2 separate regions of the Zea mays genome follow, and region 1 is linked to region 2. The links are chromatin contacts, called in public Hi-C maps. All regions are on one chromosome and are shown on one strand. Each heading gives the region's core, a stretch centred on a gene start, on an enhancer-like site or on the middle of the called end of the contact. The rest is flanking DNA. Distances are from core to core; before and after follow the strand shown.

Region 1 (3,479 bases), core at 820-3,319, 170 kb after region 2:
GTAGCATGCTCAAATGGAATATCGATAAGCCGTAAGAGAACCGAGCCTCGGGCGACTGGCAGGAAGAGGAAGAGCATGCAGAACAACCCAACCGCCCCTAAACGGAGGCCAATGACATCCAGTATCAATTCACTGCAAGAAAAAAATCCGTTGTTTAATTTTCAACATTGGTGTGTGTGAGTGAGGCAACACAACTTCTGCAGTGATTGCCTATGAGGCTAAATCTACAGTACTGCAGACACGAAGAATTTGGTTGTGCAAGAATCATAACAAGGTAGATTAGACAGTATTGTAATGCAAATAACTTCATAGAGGATCATTACATTGATGAACTACTATCTGTGCATCTTTTCCACAACTTAAGCAGTAGTGCTAACACTGCAGACTGCAGTTGACTCCTAAAAAACACTAACACTGCAGTAGATATAAAATCATGTATCATCTACATAAAGACAGCCATGGGATTACATTAACTTCCACGGAAAGTCGAACTTAGAATCTGAGTGGTGCTATTCAAACCACCTACCCAACTCAGCTAGAGGCCCTCTCGATTTACTTGGTGTGCATAACACTGTTATATTCTAAATAAATGAGTTACACTGTTGACTTTGCAGGGTTTCAATCAAACAGTCCTTCGTTATAGAACATACCTCTCAGTCATTGATGGGATATCAAATTTCGAGACAAGGCTCACAGCTTCCACGGCATAATAGGTCATTGAGTAGACAACAAAAACTATAAACAAGACAATTCCGATGAACTCAACTGCAGAGACAACTCCAAAGGGGCCGTCTACAAGAACAGGGAAAGTCCAGAGCCTGAAACTCAGTGAGCGCAGCTTCCTTTTCCTGGCGCGCAAGTAAAAGTAGAGATGAATACTAGAATAGTGTACATGAACCGGAAGCAGGAGCAGGAAATCTATGTAAAAATTATGCAAGGTTCTGCTCTGAATTCAAAATGTTCATATCATCCTGAACTTGCAGTGTTCGAATCTGAACCTATTGCGCTGTGTTGGTTTTGTAGCCATAAATAGCCTCCAAATAATTGGACTAAACATGCCTAGTCTAGTTCAAGTTATCGAAACCATTCGAGTACTATAATAGATACAGTATAAAATAGTCAACATGTGCGACTCTGAACTTTCAGTGCCAGTTGGTCACCCTCTCAGAAGTAAACTACTGGCCCTGTTTGGGAACAAAGTTTTTGAAAACTACAGTTTTTGAAATACTATACTATACTTTAGTTATGACAATACCGTAGTTTATAATACCGCAGTTTTGAAAACTGAGGTCCAGAGCTAAGTTTAGAATGCCTTAAAACAACTATAGTATTTGCAATACTTCAGTTTTGAAAACAGAGATTTTACCCAGCTTGCCAAACACCATTATGTATATAATACTGCAGTATTTGAGAATACTGCAGTATTCTTCCAAAACTGCAGAAAAACTTTGTTCCCAAGCACCCCTAAACTACTCAAGTTCCCATAATTCTGGAACGAGTCTTCTAAATTCTGAAAACTAGAAGACAAAGGGGGAAAAAAACTTACTCCACCACATGCTCACTCGGGAAGAAGGAGATGTACACATATGCGAGAAGCGCAATGATCAGAATTGGCGCGCTGAAGGTCAGGAAAATACCCCCTGCAAGAATTTACGAACAAGAAGAAAAGGGGGAAAGAATCCCAGTCAATCTAACCTGCGTTAATTTCAGACGGGTGTGAAAAGGAGGAGAGCAAAATTGCTCCACGGGGGCGTACCGGCGATGCCGAACATGGAGTCCCTGGTGAGCCCGACCCACTTCCTGAACACGGCCTGCACGGGCTTGGTCGGGTAGAGGAAGATCCCCGCGGCCCAGGTGAGGAACACCGCCCACATCAGGAACTTGAGCACGGTCCTAGCCAGCGACGGCAGCGCGGCAGCCGACGGCGCCGGCGCCGAGGACGAGTCCTTGGCACCGCAGGCATTGCCGACGCCGGTCTGTCGTTGCTGCAGGAGCGGCTCCCGTTCGTGGGCCATGGCCAGGACCAGGAGAAGGAAAGCGGAAGCGCGAGAGAGAATCTAGGGGCCCGGGAAGCCTGCACTAGCTTGTCTAAGCCCTGCCGCCTTTATACGGCTAGGTATAGGTGCTCGTCTCGTCTCCGACGGCGATGGGGGTGGTCGAGGAGCGCCGAGGGCGCGCAAAGAGATGCCATTGTCAGGTGGTTGCATCGTTGCTGAGCTGAGTGGCGCGGTGCCAGTGAGCCACACAACCAACGTGTGCTTCTGAAGGCTTCGCCCGTGCGATTATGCAAGAACGTTATTCACAGGTGAAAGTTGCGAAAGGAAAAAAAAGGCCCATCATAGATACAAATCTGACACCTAGACTAACGTCACAATCAACCAGCACGTTGCCAGAAAATAAATAAATAACCAAACTAGGTTCCATTTCCTTAGCTTCCTCATACTTGTATGTAGAAAAAACATTGGATGTTTGTTTTAAAAAATAAATGCGGATTTAACAAATATTTTAAAAATAGAAAAATATCCGTAAGACATGATAACCGATGAAAATATGAACCACTCTATATAACGCTTAAAGTTCCAAGAATTTAAGGCCTCGTTTGACAGCGGTCCATGATTCTTTAGCTCCGAGAGCTAATTCTCTAAAATAGTGATTCCAAATAATTATGAAGTAGAAGTGAATCTATTTAGCGAAAACTGTTTGGCAAATTATGTATGAAGTGATTCCTGGGGGGTTGGAGTATGGGGAGCAGGTTAGGAGCAGCGGGAAGCGGGTTTTTTTTGCTCCCACTCTCTTGTACAAAATGGTGACTATATTCACTTCACTCTCACCATAGAGCAACTCAGTTTTTAGCGGTTTAGCTTCCTAGAAGTGATTCTCGCTAGGAACAGAGCAGTGGGAGCTCTGTCAAACGCCCCCTAATGGTCTAGGCTGATTTTAACATCGGTAGAAAGTAGAAACCAACTAATGGTGTGGGTGTGCCGCTGGTCGGTACTAATTAGTGTAGCTCTAATGTGGATCAGTTCGGTCGATCTATTGGTACGCCTATCAATCGATCGGTCTAGTTAGTATCGATTGCAGTTAGTATTGACTAGAACTACCTCATGATTAGTTCATGCTATTTTAACCATTTGAAGTTCATTTTTTTTAAAAAAGCTAAAAATCACAGAATCCACTCTATAAATAGATGTGGATGTTTGAGTTCATTTACACCTCACTCTCCAATTCGCTTATCTTCCTTTAACCTTCCACTCTCTATTTAATATGGATCTTAGGTAGAGTCCAAACTTTGAAACCTTCACCTACTTGCTCAACAACCAATTTCCACAATGTCCTCACACCTCTACCGATGTGGGACATGTCTTCTTCGATGACCTTGGGAGGATGTTTCTACCTGTACCTGTTACCTGAGTCCACAACCTCTATTTTTATATCATATTCTTCTATGTATCCCTTCTGACATTACATGGATGCTCCTC
Region 2 (3,592 bases), core at 209-2,708:
AACAGTACCCTATATCATAAACTCAAAGGTCGATCATCAGAGGACAAGAAAAAATATCCATGTTTAAAATTATAAAATATGTCATGTAAGCCAGCTCAAAATACAATCTAGCATCATGTCATGAAGTCCGTATATCCAATCTACCTATAAGCTTTCTCTTTAGACAGATGATAGCTTCAAACCACCCAACAATCTTCATGATCTTACACAACCCAAAGCTCACATCCATGTGCTCATCAGTCACATGTATGGCTTTTAAGAATCAGAAATAAACCAAAATATGAAGCACTATCATCAAATGTTTTCAGTGTTAACAAGTGTGGTGTAATTCACATACTTTTATAGCACAAAATAAGGTATTACTAGTCGCATACAACATGTAAACACAACATCTATATTTTAAGTCAATTATAAAACTTGAACAAAAAAGGAGCTACATGATGAGTATCACACCAACTTAGTTCCTTAATTTGTGGTCACATGAAAGGTCAAACAATATGACATGGGAATTGTTGCATACACAAGTTGCAGCCATCAGACACCACTCAGAAGTTTGGAAGAACAATAAAGCCGAAGTAAATTTCGTCCAAGATGATTTCTGATGTATCTAACACACTTTTACCGATTTCTAATAGAACCAAACTGAAATACATGTGTTGGATGCTTCAGATATGTCTTGTATAGTTTTAGAACATGTATAGTCATGCAAAGCACATAAATAAACGTACCTGATAGTGAAATGGTTAGAGGGCATGCAATTAGCAGAGTATTTGGGCTTATCACTGCCGTAGACCTCTGCAGATTGGAAGCCAAGGCAGATGTAACTCCAAACAATAAATTATGGGAGATTTAACTAAAACATGACAATGAGACCAAGACCATGATCAACTTACGGGACAGATTTCCGATTTTTCCACTGGAGAAAAACTTTTTGAACCCAAGATCCTTTCGGAACGCCAAAGTCACAAGGCCCGTGTGAAAATCCTGCAATACGCAGGCGTCAGCGGAGATGCTACGAGAACTTATTACTGGAAAAATCGAAGGGAAAACTGGACTCCGCACGCGCAAATACTAAGCTCTCGGCTAAAAGTTCCATCTTATTCTTACCTTCCTTCGCATCATCCGCCACGCCATTCCTCTTGCCCCGCCGGCACCGATTGAACTATAGCCCGAGCCCGGAGGCGTCAGATTCAGGCAAGCGAGGGTCACGCTCGTCGGCTTCGTCTGGGGACGACAGGGTATTGGGACCGGCGAGGGACGGAGGCTGAGTATATGTGGCAGGGGCGGCAGCTCGCCGGGGGCTCTGCAGCCTGCGGCGGCTAGGGAAGAACAGGGACGAGGAGAGCGCGCTGGAGCCCTGGACACAGAAAAAAAAACGATCAGGTTCAGGCAACCACATAGGGCCTCTTCCAAAGAAACCCAGTTTTTATCTTTTAGAGCTAGGAGAAGTTAATTTCTTGGTTTTTAATAAACTGAGAATCTAATTTCTATAAACTGAAGTATAAACTAGTATGTTTGGAACCACCTAAGTTTCTATAAATCAGTTTCTTAAAAATGGATGGTTCCAAACAAACCCTAATATGCGAGTAGTCGTTAGGTACAAACGTTAAAGCAGGTATTTTGGCCCATTAGATCTAGATTTAACGGTATGTCTTGTGCAATCATTTATATTGGTGCAAGCGTGCAATCAAACAATCTGGTGCATTTGATCAAGATCCAATGGTGATTGTTATTTTACATTTAACCTCTTCTACTGAAACATGTATCTATTTTACCTTTAACCTCTTCCGTATGAAACCATTGGATCTAAATTGGACGCTCTGGATGTTTTGATTGCACGTTTACACCAAATAAGTGATTGCATTGAATATGTCCTCATATTTAGCACTTAAACCCTTCTACCACCACCTCGTGTAACTTTATAAAAAAACTAATAAATCACAATTGCATCTACGGTTGGATCTAGAACTAACAGATAAAGAGACCTTCTTACACGCTTGCGCCTAATGGTTGCTTGCGCATTAGTCGTTGCCTAGGATCTTCTGCCTGTGAGTTTACTTCTCTAATCACCTTTTGACCGACAAAAGGAAAAACATATTGATTACCTTTGCCTCGAGCTATCCACAATTCATATCATAGTCTCCAAACTCTTACAGAAGCTCAACCATCAGTGATCCAACCTGCTGTTGGGCGGAGGGCTGGCAGGCCCTCAACCAATCGGACGAAGACCATGTTTCCTTCCTAATAGCCTTCGCAGATCCGCGAGCGAAGGGCCCATCAGCAAAGGCATCCTTTGACCTGAGAACGTCGAGGAGGGACTATGTCATACGGAGGCCTTGGATGGCCAGGCAGTCGAAGGATCACAAGCAAAGAGGTCTTCGATCCGGCGGGCAGCAACAAGTCGTCGATGGCCGAGGCCTTCATTTCCTCATCGATTAAAGGATGTGCCCAAGCCAGTCGTGATCAAGGGGAGCAATGACGCGGAGGCCCTCGGGACGAAGGCCACAAGTCGACCATGCACACCTCTGGTGCAATAGAAGACATCGAAAGGGCCCACTTGTCAGTGTAACGTGTGGATGTGTAGTCCAGTGTACACGAATTACTGTACGAACAATGTTGTAATTACCCCGTAGCAGGGGATATTCCCTAGATGTAGTTGGTAGCCAGGGGCAGGGCCGTATTTTGGACCATGTACCACCGAATGGGCCTATAAATACCCCCAGTCTGTTTCATTGTGCATCTGAGCTCTCACCTACTCTCCGAGTGTTTGGGACCACCTGTCAGCTCATCAACGCCCATAGTGCCCAACATTTGACGCCCACCATTGCGCCCACCGTTTGGGACTACATGCATTCTTATTTTCTACCAGAATCCATTAGACCGCGTATAATTGTCATTAATTACCAAAACTCTACTTAGGGGCCTAAATGCTTTCACACCAGGGCTCCAAACCCTTCTTCTGGTGCCTCTAGTAAAGTGGTCTAGTGTACTAGGCCACCAAGCCCTTTTGCAGCCCTCTCTGCGCACACGGCCCAGTGTCCCACTAGACCGGTCAGGTGCGCTAAAGAGCACCAGACTTTGTCCTTTTTCTTTGCTTCTTCTTCAAATTACTTTGCCTGGCTTTTAGCACCTTCCTATGACTTAGATAAACATGATTAGACTTATAATCCAATGAACTAAGTCCTAAAAACTCACCTATATCTCTTTCTCCACTTGAAGTTCATGTCTCAACTCAAAACGGGCACCAAAATGCACTTTTGCAATATAGAATATTTCTAGCCTATCTAAAGTGCTAAAAACATTTATGATGGCATTTAGAACTTATTTAAACCTACGAACCTCGTTGAAGTTCACCTTTACCATGTTTTGCCCTTTTTGGCCTCATTTGAGTTGAGTGTTGGACTCTAAACCTCAATCACTTAACTTGATTACTACACCATCCTAGAGTTTCTACACATTCCAATGGTAATAAAAAACCTTTCCAAACTCAGGAATGACCCAAACACCGAATCAAAGTACGCACGACTCTTGGGCCCTTCGAGGTTCTAACTTTGATACTTTTCAGGAATGACCATGTCCTTTTCTTGGGCTA

Evidence for each region. Hi-C and Micro-C count contacts between places; a contact is called where the count stands out from the background.
Region 1: a contact with region 2 is called in a Hi-C map of leaf, with 2.4 times the contacts expected there. The contact joins the promoter of LOC100281526 here to the promoter of LOC606453 in region 2. A contact is called at or near these places in 7 of 25 Hi-C or Micro-C datasets (bundle sheath, ear, leaf and 2 more).

Annotation. Positions count from the first base shown.
Region 1 is chr2:47,980,790-47,984,268 of Zm-B73-REFERENCE-NAM-5.0, forward strand. It overlaps LOC100281526, which reads right to left and starts at 2,070. Exons shown (of 9, transcript NM_001368024.1): 1 at 1,757-2,070; 2 at 1,547-1,640; 3 at 651-848; 4 at 1-132. The coding sequence starts at 2,015.
Region 2 is chr2:47,812,244-47,815,835 of Zm-B73-REFERENCE-NAM-5.0, forward strand. LOC606453 (translation initiation factor IF-2) reads right to left here and starts at 1,459. Exons shown (of 7, transcript XM_008671126.3): 1 at 1,108-1,459; 2 at 894-984; 3 at 729-795. The coding sequence starts at 1,134.